Regions from separate parts of the Triticum aestivum genome. Here region 2 is linked to region 1. Evidence: chromatin contacts called from public Hi-C data. All regions are on one chromosome and are shown on one strand. Each heading gives the region's core, a stretch centred on a gene start, on an enhancer-like site or on the middle of the called end of the contact. The rest is flanking DNA. Distances are from core to core; before and after follow the strand shown. Region 1 holds the start of LOC123188384. Region 2 holds the start of LOC123188388 (cysteine-rich receptor-like protein kinase 6).

Region 1 (3,783 bases), core at 637-3,136:
ATTTTTGGTATTTTTCTCCATTCACCGAAACAGTCTTATTTCTTATTTAGAAAATAGACAAACTCAATACTTTAGATTATATAATATGTTTGTAGGTTTTCCAATGTGGAAAATTCTAGAACAAAGGCTCCTACTTGTACAGTTCTGTATTGTAAACAGCCAAGTACCGGGGAAACCGGTTTACAAGCCCGCACAAAATGATCATTCCCATCACGACCTTACTTGATTTTTTTTTTTGAAATTGTACATTTGGGGACGCATCCTGGGTGAACCAACGAACAATTTACTTAATCCTAACTTGACACGATTCCAGTATTTTATTTTTCCAAGTCATCCAAGGACTAACCTGGCAAACATTATAACAAAGTAGTGTTCAGTCTGACACCCCTACCGATGAAACCATTGTTTGATCCTAATATTGGATTAAACTCCTAAGGGGCAAACTACGGAACTTCCAAGAAAAATATTTCTCATCCAAACAGACCTTCTGTACATTTTCTGAAACGACAGACCTTCTGTACATTTTCTGAAACTGGACGGGGCTAGATTTTGGCAACTGCAGCCTGCAGCTACATTATTCTGAACTTGCAGGACTGGGCCCTATGCTGACGCCGTGGACATGCTGGAGGACGTGGCCGAGCCGTTTCTCCTGGCGTAGAACACCGGCTTGGGCGGGGCCTGGAGAGACACCGTGTCGCTGCCGAGCATCATGACCACCGACGACATCGCCGGCCGGCCCGCGGAGTCTCAAGCTACCGCCCAAGCACGGGTCTATCACCTCGGATACCGACCCGGCCGTCCACTGCTCCCACACCTGAATCATTGAGCTCGTGGCGATCAGTCAAGAGTTGTGCTGCAACGATCTTGAGACAACTATCCAGAATATGTTCACGAACATCACTCACAAGCGTCAGCAGATCTTCCGATAGCCGGGAGGTGTAGCAGTCGTTCTTCTTCTTTCCCGTCACGATCTCCACAACCATGACGCCGAAGCTGAACACGTCCGACTTGACCGAGTAGTTCCCGCGCAACACGTACTCCGGTGCCATGTAACCACTGACGACGGTCAATAAGAAAAATGGCGTTGAAGTTTAGTTGCCTATATGGGAAGATTAGTTTAGCAACATCTGCCGCGGCATTGCTGCGTGCGTTACGGTATCATTACTCACTATGTTCCGACGACACGGCTGGTGATGCCCTGCGTCTGGTCTCCCCTGAAGAGCCTCGCGAGGCCGAAGTCGGAAATCTTGGGGTTCATGTTGGTGTCAAGCAAGATGTTGCTCGCCTTAAGGTCGCGGTGGACTACTTTGAGCTGCGAGTCTTCGTGGAGGTACCGTAGGCCTCGAGCGATTTCGCTTATGATCTTGTACCTCTTTCCCCAATCAAGTTGACCGCGCTTCTTTTTATCTACGCATCACAATGAGTTGAGAAGGCGTCAGTGGATCCAAAATTTTGTTACTGAAGATAGTGTGGCTGTCAAAGTCAATGATGACATAGGCCATTACTTTCAAACAGAAAAAGCACCGGTGCCTCCCAGCTGCCCCCCGGATCGTGGGTTTCGTCTGGTCTCGCCGGCTGTATTTTTGCACTCATCCGGCAAAAAGTGAGATCATGAGAACGTGATTGAAACTTTTTTTATGCGCCGGCACTAAAAATATATTTCTGAGAGGCTTCTTGGAGGGCCGGCTGGAGATGCTCTAAGCTCCCAGGAAATAGAGCCCTGGGACTGGGAGCGATCTTGTGTTTTTTTTTCTCGTGATTTCAGCTGACGTTAGCTCACGCAACCGACGTACAACGTCTGGTTTGCATTGTGCTTTGTGTTTCAAGAGAGAGAGAGAGAGAGAGAGAGAGAGAGAGAGAGAGAGAGAGAGAGAGAGAGAGAGAGAGAGAGAGAGAGAGAGAGAGAGAGAGAGAGAGAGGAGGGCTGATTTGGGGGAGGAGGTCAACCACCGGTGCTTGGCATCTTGGGTGAGGATCGATTTGGGCGAGGTGGTCGTTGGAGAGGAGGCGCCGACTTTCAGGTGGAATGTCGTCCTTCTGTCCGTGATCTGCCGCCGCATCACCCATGTCTTCGTGTGTTGCACCTGCTTCCTGCTCCATCCCACGGGCCGGACGGTCTTGGCCTGGTGAGCCTTCCATCTTCTCTGCCCTCTTGGTGTCGTTCTATTTTGGCTAGAGATTTTGATTGGACATGCTATCATCCCGTATGTGCCAGCTAGGTGTTTGATAAATTGCCTGCTGTATTTTCAATCTCTCTCAACTGCAGCGACGAGTCAATGGCCAACTGACAGCGACACATGGAGCCTGAAGGAGCAGGCGGTGGGGGGAGCTGCAGGAGGCCAACAAGGCCCTCGCCACCGCCGCCCATGACGCACTCCGACGGTGCTAGGCGGGAATGTCTGTCGCGGCCATCTTCCTTAACCGGCCATGGTCTGCATCCCATCCTACCCCTGCTCTCTCTCAGACGGATTAGAAATTGGATATGGCTCATTTGGGGTTAATTCAATTTCCGAGAAGTAGAACTGTGATTCATTCTCAGACAACTTTTCTTTTTGTCGCACTTCCTGGGCTGTCTCTTCGGCGATGCAGCAAACAAAGGAGAGGACGAGTCTGCAGTGCAAGGTCAGTTTGAGCAAGCTTGAAAATACACACCATATTATCATGCACATGCTGTGCAAGCTGCCGGACCGAACTGTAATTGAACTCTGAAGGCGGGTTCGACCTGTAGCGTTGTATTAGTACATCCAGCCAACATATAATTATGCAAAAGTTCACTTTGTCTGTCCAGTTCAGATTCTTCTCTATTTCTCCGGTTCCTACTTATTTCGGATGCTGGGCAATGTGCTTTGTTTGTTGAATTGCTAACGTTCCAATCCTTCAATTCTAGAGAAGAATTTTGAGGATTTCGTTCAATCAACTGGTAATATGGTAAAGCTAGAAATGATCTCAAATGTTTCTCAACATATGCACTAAAAATATGTAAATTGTTGCTCCAAAAATTACAGGGGAGCACTTAACTGTTACGCTCACAATCCTAGGAAAACTATTTTTTTTTGTAATTATCCTTTTTGTCGTTAGTATTCCTCAAGCAACGTATAATGTATATGCACATCTCAATCATTAATTGCGGTATGCTCTGCAAATGTGTTCTGGTCATCATGATTTTCTGGTAGATTAATTAACCTTTTCTTTTTCTCTGTTTTACTGAGAGACCTATAGTTTTTGTTGTTGAAATCTGCATCCCTTATAAATTATGAAGTATGGTCTGCAAGAAACTGTTCTAGAGCAGCCACGACAATTAATACTCAGCATTGAGCGCATCTACAGTATATTGGTTATGTTAATCGTGTGGACATGCTAGATTTCATGCTGCTGACAGTTTCTTGCAACCATATTATCAGAAGTATCATGTTGTGGCTTATTTACCTGGGACTAGCTTCTCATGTACTCTCTCCGTAGAGAAATATAAGAGCGTTTGGATCACTACTTTAGTGATCTAAATGCTCTTATATTTCTTTACAGAGGGAGTAATATCCTTTTAGTAACGGTCTTCCAACTTCTGTGCATTACAAAAAGGAGCAGACCTCATTTATATTTGAATGATAAGGTGTTTTTCCTGGCAAAGAGACAATTGCACTGCTAGATAAATGCTCAACACCTAAATTTGATATGGAGTTTTTCTATTCTACAAGTTAAAATTATCGATATTGTTCAATTTATCTGAATGCTAACTCTAGGTAAGAGGCACATTTATTCTCAGCAATTTAAACAGTACTACACCAA
Region 2 (3,783 bases), core at 781-3,280, 150 kb before region 1:
CGGCTCCAGGAAGAAGGAGGCCGCATCACCACCACGCCGGGCCCCCGCGCCGACGGCTTTCTCCATCACCCCCACGTCCGCCGGCGAGCGCGACCGGCACTACGTCCGTGCTTTGGTGTGTCGCCGTTATTGGGAGACGAGGACGCCGCTCCCCTGGAGCGACGTCCACCTCCCCAACAACTGGCACCTGTCCGCCGATCGTGTGCCGATCCCGGCGAGCGGCCGTGCACGCCGTCAAGAGATCGCGCGCCGCCGCCGCCTCCTCCCCGACGACCTGTACTACGACCACAGGTATGCCCCCAACTCCCCGATGTGGGACACATGGCTCCAGGACGAGCACGACGTGCGGCGCGCGTCCTACTTCGCCGACACCGTGTCGGGGCCGCGGAGGCCATGTGCAGAGGCGCGCGGGCGTACGCGGGTGCGCGGCCTGACGGCCACGCCGTCACCTTCCTCGTCTCCGTCGCCACCTCCCCCTCCTCGCATGACTGCGGAGGAGGAGGCCCGTCTCCTGCAGCGTGTCATGGACGACTCCATGAACACGCACGACGAGCGGCAGTGGGATGGCCTGGAGGAGACCATGGCCCTCTCTGCCGCCGGGGACATCGCCTTCCCGGAGCTGTAGATGGCGGCCGTCACCTGTGGACGCCGGTCCACCTGTGGACGCCACCGGCCTACGTCGACCTCGTCAGCGACGACGACGACACCGGCTGCCAGTGAAGACGGTGACGGCCACGGCACCGACGGGCATGGCAGGAGTGCGCGGGTGCATTTTTTTATTTTGTTTTTATATATTAATTATGAAACTGGGCCTTTTAAGTGGTAGTGGAAACTGGGCCGGTTTGTGGCCAACCCCTATATATGTTTTATATTTTTTTAAATGTGTTTATTTACTTTTTTTTAGTTATTTCATTCTAGTTTTTATATTTTTTTATTCACGTCCATCCCGGATACGATTTGGGGTGCGGTCGCGCGGTGGGCGCACGCATGACCCATCTAACAAAGCCGGATACGTGCGAATCTATCGACGCTCCAAAGAGACAAAATCTGGTCAATCCGGACGTCCGTTTAAGGTCGCGCGGTGGAGTTAGCCTAAGAGGAGCTGGGCCGTGGTCGATTCATTATGTGATTCGTGCTGGAATAAATTGACGGCGACGAAGCCGTTCAGGATGAGATGCCAGATTCCCGACGATTGGGCGTTATCATTTGAGGAAAAAAGTACTCAAGGAAAACTCGGTGGCCCTGCATGTGCGTGTCCCAAATCCGCTCTTGCATGTTGTGGTACTTCCAGGATTACTTCAACTCTTCAAGGGGAACTAAGGGAGTTCTTAGCGGATCTATGGAGGCAGGCTAGTAGCGAGTAGTCCCCTTGGATTTTATGCGGAATGGAGAGTAATCCCCGGTTGTAAAAAGTGGACCGGCATCTTGCTCTTTCTCTCTACGAATACATGATACGTGTGCTTGTTCGTCGTATTTAAAAAAAGATAGCAAGAACCATGCCTCTCGAGCAAAGGAACTGTGCCGGATAAAGCGGAGGAATTTGGTAGAAAAATATGCCAGGAAGAAGAATTCCAAACGCACCAGTGTATGCACCCGCACGGCGAGGGCAAAGTCCGTCAAGTTCGACAGGACTTAACTCGACACTTTGTCGTGCGGAAATCGCTAGTAGGGTAGATCTTTTTCCACTTACGAAACCATGAAAAACTGAACTGAAGTTTCCATACAGGCCACGTAAACTCACGTGGAGTACCTCCCCCGGTCGTTTCGGTTGTTCCCTGGGCCATGTCGCGTCCTCCACCGCTGTCGCCGAGTTGACACGGCCGATAGCCGCCACCGAAGCTGGCTGAGTGCCTAGGCCCCGCTAGCATTTATAGGTGGCCCCACATTTTCAGACCCACCAACGACTCTCCAGTACGGTAGTCAAGTCAAACCAGCCCCAGAAGAGTCAACACCAGACCCCACCTCCAGTACTCCCCTCAACCTAGCGTTCTTCTACCCTGCTTCACCCGACAGGCCGACACCTTGCTTTAGAAGAGTCGCCACTCGCCACCAACGCATCTTCCACCGCTAGCTCGTCGGCTCGTCGGCTCGCCCAAGCGGCCAAACGCCATGGCCTCGCACCACCGCGGCCGCATCCCCTCCTACCTCGCCACCGCCGCTGCCCTCCTCCTTGCCTTCCTCCTCCCGCCGCTGGCCGCTTCCCAGTGGCAGAACTGCGGCAAGAACGGCAACTTCGACCAGAACAGCACCTACCAGGCTAACATCCGGGCCCTCTCCGTCACCCTTCCCAAGAACGCCTCCTCGTCGCGGACGCTATTCGCGGCCGACAGCTTTGGCACCGTTCCGGACATCGTCTACGCGCTCGCGCTCTGCCGCGGCGACGCCAACGCCTCTGCCTGCGGCGCTTGCGTCTCCGACGGCTTCAAGGACGCGCAGCAGCTCTGCCCCTACAGTAAGGTCGCCGCCGTCTACTACGACCTCTGCTACCTTGGCTTCTCCAACCAAGACATCCTCTCCGCCACCGACGGCGACAACAACGCCCTCACGCTGGTGAACAGCGAAAACGTGACCGTGCCAGCGAAGGTGTTCGAAGCCGCCGTGAGCGTCCTCATGAACGCCACCGCGGATTACGCGGCCGCTGACTCCTCCAGGCGGTTCGGCACAGGGGAGGAGGGGTTCGAGACGATCGACAAGGCGAAACCCAAGATTTACGGTGTGGCGCAGTGCAGGCCGGATATGTCACCGGCAGATTGCCGGAGCTGTCTCGCAGATATCATTACGTACATCCCTCAGCACTTAACAGGGAGGCGGGGTGCTAGGGTTGTTGGATTGCGGTGCAACTACAGGTATGAGCAGTATTCCTTCTTCACCGGGCCTTCTATGCTGCAGCTCCCGGCGCCATCCGTGGGGGCACCTCCATCTCCAGCGCCGGCCAACGTGACGCCACCGCCAGTCGGAGGAGGTGAGCTTGGAGAAATAATTTCATCTTATTTGCACCATTCAGTCTTTAGACCAGAAGTAATTTCAAAATTGAGGGACAAAAACAGTGAGGTTTTATTTTTTCGGGAAGGTAAAACGGTGAGGTTCGATCTGCGAAGAAACCAAAAAGTACAAACTCAAGGTGGACAGGATCAATTTCTATTATTTAATTTGATTCTAGCATATAATTATAGAGTGTCAACACCAGCCAGGGGCCTTTTTACAGTCTGATTCAGTTGTGCTAAAATAAGTAATCCAGTCTTCAGAGTTCTGTAAAGAACTCGGAATAAATTAGTTTGTAGGACAGCTGAGACAAAACAAACCTTGGTAAACTGAAAAAGTAAGTGATGAGGGAAAGATTGCTCTCAACAAGAAACTTTGAAAATTTCTGTTGTTTGGTCTTGACTACTGCGCAGTCGCGTAGCTATCAGTTAATTGACTGTGCAACAGCCATCACCGGTGTGGGCAAGCGAAAATCCTACACTTACGGACAAGAAGGCACGGAGGGAACGCACGGGATTACGTGTCCCGAGTCCCGACTAATTTCCCTCCCCTCCTCCCTGATTTCAACTGTGGACCTTCCTGAATTCCAATGAACCATTGCCAGGTCAGTCCGTAGGTTGTCGTACGTTAATCTGTGTCTGTAAGTCTAGCAAAACCCGGGCAAGCATCATGGGTTGGATCCGGCAGGCGGCCGTGCTTCCAGCTCCACCACTCGGCGATGCAACTCTACTGTAGCCGGTTGCACCTCCGGCCCAAAACAGATGCACCTCTGCCACCGCTGATTGCAGCTCCGCACACTCA

The links. A called contact is a pair of places that touch in the nucleus more often than the background predicts.
Region 2: a Hi-C map of leaf shows a contact between it and region 1, with 3 times the contacts expected there. The contact joins the promoter of LOC123188388 here to the promoter of LOC123188384 in region 1. A contact is called at or near these places in 2 of 5 Hi-C or Micro-C datasets (leaf and root).

The regions. Positions count from the first base shown.
Region 1 is chr2A:207,836,424-207,840,206 of IWGSC CS RefSeq v2.1, reverse strand. It overlaps LOC123188384, which reads left to right and starts at 1,886. Exons shown (of 5, transcript XM_044600470.1): 1 at 1,886-2,126; 2 at 2,267-2,430; 3 at 2,590-2,622. The coding sequence starts at 2,396. It also overlaps the pseudogene LOC123191633.
Region 2 is chr2A:207,985,244-207,989,026 of IWGSC CS RefSeq v2.1, reverse strand. It overlaps LOC123188388 (cysteine-rich receptor-like protein kinase 6), which reads left to right and starts at 2,030. Exons shown (of 7, transcript XM_044600475.1): 1 at 2,030-2,962. The coding sequence starts at 2,110.